Linked DNA regions of Mus musculus: region 1 is linked to region 2. Evidence: chromatin contacts called from public HiChIP or PLAC-seq data. All regions are on one chromosome and are shown on one strand. The core of a region is the stretch at or near the end of the contact, and the rest is flanking DNA. Distances in the headings are between cores, read along the strand shown. Region 1 has its middle 57 kb from the start of Dusp10. Region 2 has its middle 54 kb from the start of Gm39724.

The links. HiChIP or PLAC-seq counts read pairs in DNA pulled down with a chosen protein or histone mark.
Region 1: a contact with region 2 is called in an H3K27ac HiChIP or PLAC-seq map of T-cell acute lymphoblastic leukemia, with 2.8 times the contacts expected there. The contact joins two enhancer-like sites. A contact is called at or near these places in 1 of 484 Hi-C or Micro-C datasets (adipose-derived mesenchymal stem cells) and 2 of 115 datasets of contacts at active chromatin or transcription factors (SST interneurons and T-cell acute lymphoblastic leukemia).

What each region holds. Positions count from the first base shown.
Region 1 is chr1:184,088,932-184,093,553 of GRCm38.p6, forward strand. No RefSeq gene overlaps it. Among named protein-coding and RNA genes, the nearest start is that of Dusp10, 57 kb to the left of the region's middle. Within about 2 kb of position 2,505, at least 10 of the 459 cell types and tissues checked have an H3K27ac peak or open chromatin away from gene starts, as enhancers often do. A contact at or near this core is called in T-cell acute lymphoblastic leukemia, where this site is marked.
Region 2 is chr1:183,682,982-183,687,375 of GRCm38.p6, forward strand. No RefSeq gene overlaps it. Among named protein-coding and RNA genes, the nearest start is that of Gm39724, 54 kb to the left of the region's middle. Within about 2 kb of position 2,045, at least 4 of the 459 cell types and tissues checked have an H3K27ac peak or open chromatin away from gene starts, as enhancers often do. A contact at or near this core is called in T-cell acute lymphoblastic leukemia, where this site is marked.

The sequences.
Region 1 (4,622 bases), core at 1,255-3,754, 410 kb after region 2:
TACCTCTAGGCACTTTGCAGCTGAGAGCTTGTCACCTGGATGACTGTGGTTGCCTACCCTCGTGATTTCGTAAAATATAAAGAATTTGAATAATACAGCCCACATGACCACTCTGAAATGAAATAACTGAGCCGGCTCACCAGATGGGCCTCAGAGGTCTGAGCTCCAACACTTATCCTAGCCCTCAGAGTGACCGTCATGACCAGCAGGTCCCCCAAGTACCCAGAAAATGAGTGACTTCCTTTCCTTTTTCAGTGGGAGCCATTTTGCACCAATAATCCACTCCTGACACGAATGGCTCCTATCACTGAACAGAGGTCTGGCAAAACCAAGGGAAGTAGCATGCCTAGGAGCTTGGGTCCTCAGGGGGACCAGGTATATGGCTCTGGGAACACACTGAGCCATGTCCCCATCTCAAGCATCAGTCACTGACCTGTGATAAGTGGAGGACCACCCTCTAGAACAACATTAACCATAAAGGCAACTGAATCTTATAAGCTGGTCAGGGGAGAGGGAGGACCTGGTACTTTATTTTTTAAAGTACAATCTAAATATGGACAGTATCTGGCCACAATCCTCATCCAAGGATACAAAGGGCACATATGGAGGATAGGATCCAGAGGTGAAGTTACAGACAACTGAGGCCCTTCCATAATGGACACCATTTCTCCCTTTATCCTGGGAGTGCTAAGCTTCTCCATCCATCAGGATGAAATCAAAATAGCCTCATACTGGCCCAGCTGCACACCATCACCTCTCCTCAGCTTCACACTGGCTAATCTTAATAACACTGAAGTCTGCTCCCAGGAACCCAGCAATGCCTCCTGCCGGGCACGCTTTAAACTTTGGATGCTTCTATAGATCACAGGAGAACATTGTTAAAGGGCAGGCTCTAAGCAGTAGACCTGAGACCATGCCACATTTCTGCCACATTCTCAGGTAGTGTTTGAATTGTTCACAGTTTGAGTAGTGGGGCTCAGAGAACATACTCACAAAGAGGTATGTGTCGTAGAGACAAGTCAGAGGAACTCCTGATGTCTCCCTGGCACGTAGGCTCTGGCTATGTACCTAATTTTACCTACCACCTCCTAATTTCTAGAAAGGAAAAAAAAAGACACTAGGAGAATCTAAAATACATAGCTGACACTTCTCAGTCCCCAGCCCCTCTGGCAATACAAGGAGACAGCTTAAGGATGACATGGATTGTCACATCCAGAGCAATGCGATCTGCTTAATTGGGAGTATTTTGTCATAGGACAGAAAATGCTTCCTAATCACCTAAAGTTCCCATAATTGTGCGGACTCAAAGGCTGCTCTGACCATCACACATTCCAGTCCTCCTCCTAGCCCACTCCATTCTCTTCTTGTTTTCCTTTAAGCTGTTCTTGCTCAAATATAAGAGATGCAGACACCCAGTATTCCCACCATGGCCTTAGTGAAAACCGGATCATCCTTTTGATGATTCCGTAGTTGTCAGATCTGCGGCTCGGCTAATCTAGGTCCATGAATACCAGGATGCTTTCCTAGGACTGATCGACTCTCACTCCTAAATCCCACCTGGCATTCAAGCCTGTGTTGGGCTAAAAGGCCAGGGCGCTCTTGGCTCTGGTTCTGCAGGTTGACGTGAAATCCCCTTGTTCTTTCTCTCAGGGTGCCAGCCGAGGGTGACAACGCAGATGGGGCTGCTAACCATCAAGTCTCCTATATTTAACAGGGCCCTAATTACCCACAGGTCTCTGAGTGAGGAGGGCTGATGAGCAGTTCAAGCTCCCTGCATAGAAATAGCCTCAGAATAGTTGTGGTGTTGTTTCTAATTGCAATGGGTGAGCAGACTGGCTCATTAATCCTCCTCTAGCAGGCGTGCAAAACGGCTGCCCCAGAATAGCCCTGAGCTCAGCCAGCCCACAGCCAGCATTGGGGCTGGTGCTTTTGTACATATTTGGAGAAGGAAAGATGTCCCCAGGGATGAGAAATGTGTTGGTGGGGCGAGTGGGGAGCAGTCTATGGATGCTGGACTCTTAGGTAAACACAAAAACACTGTGGAAAAGTGCAGGGAAGCACCTGACATCTAGACAGGAGTGATTCCCATAAGTTATGGCAGGACAGAAACATGTCCCTCAAATGTCCCCAGCCTGCTCAGGTTTCTCTTCCTTTTCTGTGTGAATATTTCACTTTTTTTCATTGCTTGGATTGAGGATCTAATATCAGTCCTTCACACCACAGCGAGAGCACATCTGTTACAGGTTTCCATAAGAGTGGAGCTCTGCAAGTGACAGAGATCCTTTTCTGTCAGACCCCTCAGTGACTTTGTGAGTGAGCAAGGGTAGCTGCAATTCCCCTTCTATGAGGTAAATGTGGTACAGCAGGTGACAGGCTGTGTGCTTGGTTAACAATATCAGATCTTAGATAAGAGACAAGATCTTTTCTTGGGTTAAGAGAAGTACAACACCTTAGCTATGGTCTGGCTGATGCAGTTGAGGGAAAAGACTTTGGGCTGTCAAACTCTGTCTTCAGTCAGGCTGCTTAGATATCTCAGAGACCCAAGGAGGTCATGATGAGATGAAGTGACTCACAGCAAGTATGAAAGAGGAAAACCCTTTGACAGAGTTCTCAAACTACCTTCTACCTTCCTTTGGGAAGGAGTCTTTCATAGATCATAAGGTGACAGATGGACTAGGTTTTCCTTCACTTCCTCCTCCTCCTCCCCCTCCTACTCCCCCTCTCCATGCTTTCCTTCACCACATGTTCATGAAGATGACCTAGGAACATGCCAGGCTCTATGGGAGATTTACAATGATATAGAAGTAAAATTTCCCAGAATTCCTAGCTCTAGCAGCTATTCAACTGTTTTGTCTATCCTACTGCTTCTATACTAGAGATACAGTGAAGAAAGTTAAACCCGTTGTGACAAGCTGACAATAGTCACTGCACAAGACATATCCCCATATCCCACTGCTGGAAAGTAGGCACTATCATACCTTTTGGGGGGTGATACACTGAGGCTCTCTCAAGTCCATTTCCTCACTGTTGGTGCCATGTGGATAGGAATAGGACACAGAATGGGAAGCTGGGTCTAACTCACCCAAAGCCCTGGCTCCTGGATCACACGCAGTGTTGAACTTTGTCTTCTGTAAAACACCTTCTCTTCCCTTGCTGCTAGGACAGCTGGATGAATAGGTGAGTGAAGGCAGAAGTGAGGAGCTGAGGACAGCAATAGCTATGCCTACGAAAATGCCTATCATTTACCATCCAGTTCTTCTAATCTCCATGCTTACTACCCCATGGTCCATCAGTTGTGGAGGGTGTTGATAGCCCAAGGTAGCAGAAGTACTTGCCCAGAAGGCTTGAAGCATGGGTCATGTCACTGTAGTACTATCTGGAAATTGGCCTTGTCTAGGTCCCAGCATAGGAGCAGATGTTCTGTTGTGCTCCATCAGGATGTTCTTTTGGGCTAGCTCTAGGTTCTGTGTGCAGATCCACTGGTGGCCATTCAATTCCTCCATACACCAACTCCAAAGAGGTTTAAGGAGTGTGTTACCTTACTGTCTTAGTCAGGGTTTCTATTCCTGCACAAACATCATGACCAAGAAGCAAGTTGGGGAGGAAAGGGTTTATTCTGCTTACACTTCCATACTGCTGTTCATCACCAAAGGAAGTCAGGACTGGAACTCAAGCAGGTCAGAAAGCAGGAGCTAATGCAGAAGCCATGGAGGGATGTTCTTTACTGGCTTGCTTCCACTGGCTTGCTCAGCCAAGTGGAAGACTTGTAGAACCCAAGACTACCAGCCCAGAGATGGTCCCACCCCAAGGGGCCTTTCCCCCTTGATCAGTAATTGAAGAAATGCCTTACAGTTGGATATCATGGAGGCATTTCCTCAACTCCAGCTGTGTCAAGTTGACACAAAACTAGCCAGTACACTTACTGTGTACCATACACAGACAGGAGCTTATTCTTTCAGAGAGGATAAGGGTCCTGCATCAACAGTTTAAGGAGACTGCATAGTCTTCTGAATCCCTGGCCATGAGGGCTGTGTTCTCTTCTTTTACCACTTCTATAGACTGCTGGAGTTCTTTAGAAGTCCTTGGTCTTTGGCCACATTGTTGCTCTGTCTTCTTATCAACTTTACCTCTGACATGTCTAGTTCTCTTCTGCCTGTTCTGTGTAATTACCTTGTGATGTCCTTACTGGACCTGCCATAGTCCACAGTAAGCTGCTCGAGAGCCTTCACTGAATCTGGCCTGCATGCTCTAACCCAGAAGGAAGCATTCACTGGCTCTAGGATCTCAGGTCTGTCTCTTGAGATGCAAAGTGTGAGCACCATCCAGCTCGCTCTAGGGAGCTGTGAAGAGAGACACCATCACAGTTTCTCTTCCAGAGGCTCAGTCTCTAGGTAATTTAGAAAGATGGAGAGCCCATTGCACTGCAAACCAAAACCTATGCATACAAAGATCTGAGAGTACGAAATATGGCAGACACTGAGGAGATTTAAGAAAGCCTTGGCCAAGTTTCATGGCCTGGGTATCTCCAGAAAAGGGGTCTGGGAGTGGGAGATAGTCAGATAGTCGCCATCTGAAGACACTAAGAAGAAGGGGAGGAGACTAAAAACAGGTGTGAGGCTGGA
Region 2 (4,394 bases), core at 795-3,294:
CAGCTTCTCAGGAGACAGCTGTATCAGACTCCTGTCAGCAAGTGCTTGTTGGTATCAGCAATAGTGTTGGGGTTTGTTGTCTGCATATGGGATGGATCCCTAGGTGGGGCAGTCTCTGGATGGCCTTTCTTTCAGTTTCTGCTCCACATTTTGTCCCTGAATTTCCTTTATACAGGAGCAATTCTGGGTTAATATTTTTGAGATGTGTGAGATTTTTTTGATGGAACTCTTTCTGTAGATCAGGCTAGCCTTGAACTCACAGAGATCTGCCTGTCTCTGCCTCCAGAGCATTGGGATTAGAAGTGTTCACCAGCAGTGCTTTTGGTCTTTTTAAAAAAGGGATTTATTTTATTTATTTTAATGTGCACGTGTGTGTGTGTGTGTGTGTGTCTGTATGTGTTGTGCAAGGCCTCAGAGACTAGAAGAGGTTATCAGGTCCCTGGAACTAGAGTTATAGGTGGTTGTTAGCTGCTCGATGTGGGTCTTGGGAATTGAATTTGGGTCCTTCAGAAGAACAATAGGAGCTCTTAGCTGCTGAGTCATCTCTCTAGACTCAGTCTTAGATCTTATTCTCTATTTCATCCACATTTATTGGCTTGGTGTGCTAATCTAAGCTCATGGATTTTAAACACCATCTCCAGATTAGTAATAGTTAAATTTATATCTCTTGCTTAAATTCTAACTTAGTCCTTAGTCTTGCATAACCAGTCACCTGCCTGGCTTTGCCACTTTGGCTCTCCTGTAGACACACCTCAAAGTTATGATGCTCAAACCAGAATTCTGTAGTTTCTTTCACAAACCTGCCCTCATATCTTTCTAGATCTCAAGTGAAAGCAACTTCATCCTTCTTAATGCCCCAGATGAAAACTCTACATCCCCGCCTTGGACTAATATCATCTTGAGTTTTTCATAGTCTATTTGGCTGAAAGTTGCATCATTAGGTTTTTCCCTTGATCTCTCTGATTTTTATTAATGTTGAGTTCACTAATAAGTAGTTTGTAGTTGGTTCATCTAGTTACTTTATAGCTTTTTTTTTTTTAAATCTAGTTGGCCTGCCAGTCTTCATGACTCTACTTTTATTTCTGTTGAGAACTCAGTGACCAAATTCTAGGTGGGGTTATTTGAAATCCAAAAGATAGGTTGGAAATTCAACTAGGAGAAAATATATGCCAATCATCTGGAGGTCGCAGGACAGCCTGTTCTATTTCCACCCCTATTAAATCTCTACTTGCCTATCATGAGATACCTAACACTGCCAGAGACATGGGCCAAAGGAGACCCCCCATTTCCTGCTCTGAGAAACTGTGTTCCTTTTACATTTTCTAAATATGAAGCCTTCCGACTTCCCAGCTTTCTGGTTATGCTTTTGTTACAGTCAGCCTTTTATCACCGTAAAAGATGGCTGCAAGAAACTTGTGGGGAAGAAAAACGCTATTTCGGCTTATGATCTTGGAAATTCCAACCCATCTTCCATGGGCTCCATTGCTTTGAGGCCTAACGTTACTCCCTGAGAGGAAAGACAGCATGGCGAAGCTGGGATGAAAAAGAGAAAGTAGGCAGGCTTCTTTTAACCTTTCCAGGGATACCCATGTGACCTGAGGACTTTTCATTAGGCACCACATCTTAAAGGATCCATTCTGCTGGGACCCAGCTGTTAACACACCAATCTGGAGGACATTTTAGAACCAAGCTGTAGTCCTCTGTTTCACTCTCTCTCTCTCTCTTTTTTTTTTCTATTTTAATTTCTAAGCAGCTGTAAACTCCAAATCAGAATAATAAAGATGGATCATAATTAACTTTCCAATTTCAGCTCTGCTTCATTGCACTTGAAATGATATAGTCTAAATTGATACTTTAATTAGGATAACATCAAGTTCATTTTTATATTCATGCTGATGCTTGAATATAAATGGTTTGACTCCCCCGGTTATCCATACTTGTAGAGAATTGCTTTGGAACTAGACTTTAGGCATGGGAGCCTGCCTTCAGGCTTTCTGGTATCAGGAGATTAAGGGCATCAGAATCTTCGTTACATTCTTTGTTGTGGTTTCGTCTCTTCTGTTGAGGCCAGGCAATGGAGGTGTTGGTTATTCTAGGGCGTTTAAGTCCTGACTGTGCTATTTCCTGACAGTCAACTTGTAGTTCCTAGAGTAATTATTTCTACAGCAGTACTAGGTGGCATAGTATTCAAACCTCCTGAGGTTCAAAGGCAGAGGCCTGGGGACTGTTGGGTGTTCGGGCAGAGCCAGGCAGAAGCAATGCATCTTTACTTTGCCTCCCCCAGAGCAGTTTCACTTATATTGCTTATTATATTGGGGCTGCACAGAAGATTTGGTTTGTTAGAGAGTTTCCATAGCTTTTGTCAATTAATTAGTTAGGTTTTTCTAAAGGGTAGTAAAGTGGGCAGGTTGTTGAAAACATCTTAGCAGGAATGAAAATCAGCTCCAGTTGGCTGATTATAATGTTACTTACTTTGGGGTTACTTACTTTGGGGCTATCTCAGTCAGTGTTAAGACTTTTGCAGTTATTCTGACAGAGTATGGACACCCTTGCCTCTAGGGTATGCTGACAGTATAATTCTGACATTCCCCACTATTTGTATATGACCATTCACCGTGGGAAGTCCCCGTGATACAAAGGATAATATCTCAATAACGTAAGTGTAACAGTGTGTGTCATTTGTGTGTCACAGCTGGGGTTGTGGGCTCCGTGAGTCTTGACTCAGATCTCAGTTTCTCTTGACTGTGAAGACTTGGTATGAGATTAGGAGAAAATCCTCATGAGATGTAGTTGCTCAATAAATGTTCTTTTTTCTTCTCTGCTGATTTTCTCTGTCTCATAGATCCCAGTTACCAACACTCTCAAGTTCCAACCTTGGAAACTTCCCAGTATATATTGATATACATATTTGAGGATAAAACTTAAACTATATTTCTTACTAGACTATAAATGCTTCAAAGTCAAACATATTCTGACTTCACCCTGACATCTGAAACACTTATTAGCCATTGTCTAAACTCATATACTTTCAAACATAAAAAGACCCACAAAGACAGCAATATATTTGACTATTACATTTTTGGAACTCTGAATTTTTTTTTTCTCCACAAAATTCTTGGATATTTCTGTCTCGATTAGGAATGGAGAAATGAGAAACACAAGAGAGATACTTCCCTCACTCCAGTAAGTCTAGGGGATGTGTGGTTAAACATCCCTCTGGAGAAGGTTGTCAGTGGGTCGCTGGAACGTTCTAGTACTTAATGATTTTCATCTGCAAGCCATTTCTGGACACTCTCTTCCATGTGGTGAGGGTTGAGCTAAAGTTGACACTATGTCAAAAAAGCTTAGAAGTTTGGAATGAAACCAAGGAGAGGTTTTCTTGGAGAAATGAAAAAAAAATGAAGTGGAGACGTAGGCGTGTGTGGCCTTCCAACCAGTCTAAGAATGAATATACACAGAATCTCCTAGACTTGGCTTCAGATATGTCTTAAACTATGCAATCATCTAGATAAAATAGTGAGCTTCATCTGGATACTATTTTAGATGAATTACAATGAACCTAATGACTAGCAACACATTTTGTACATCACCTGGAGGAAAACATGGTGACCTGGTGAGTATTCCTATTCACTATTCCTCACAATCTGGTGAATACATTCACTAGTCCTTGCAACCTGGTGAACACATTCTAGGAATTCACTATTCCTCACAACTGGGTGAGTCCATTCACTATTGCGTACAACCTGGTGAATACATTTCCCTAGTCCTTACAACCTCTTAGGAACGTGCACAGCATTTAGTTGATGGTAGCATTGAGCTTCCGTAATGCCTGATACCTAGGGATTGAGACACAGGAAAATATCTAGGGCCCAATGGGCTGGTCATATTTCCTCTGCCTAGGTTGTGAGGAAATGGGCACAGTGGTCAGGTTCTAACTTATCCTTGGGCACTGGGCACTGCGTGGGAGGGTGAAGACAAAAGAAGACTGAGACAGAGAGTCCAGGAAAGTTCATGTGTGGCTTCCTGAGCCCAGGAAAAGTATTTTCAGAATGTGTTGGACTTGGTTTATTTTTCTTAGTACTTGTGAGTGGAAAGGTGGGAGAGTAGATGTATGGCCTCATCCATGCTGGGCAAACACTGCACAGAGCTACATGCCCAGTCCATGTTGTGTTTTAGAAGCAATCTGAGGTAGGATCCCTTTGACTTCTAGATCATGCTTATTGACATCAAAGATTCTCAAAGAGAAAAGCTCTGGGGAAATTCCTGTCACTATAGCAGAATATCTGAGACAAATGACTTACAAAGAGAAAAGAATGATTTTGCTTCTCAGTTTTATGGAGGTTGTAAACTGTGCTCGGTTGATCCCATTGCTGTGGGCCTGTAGTTAGGAAGCG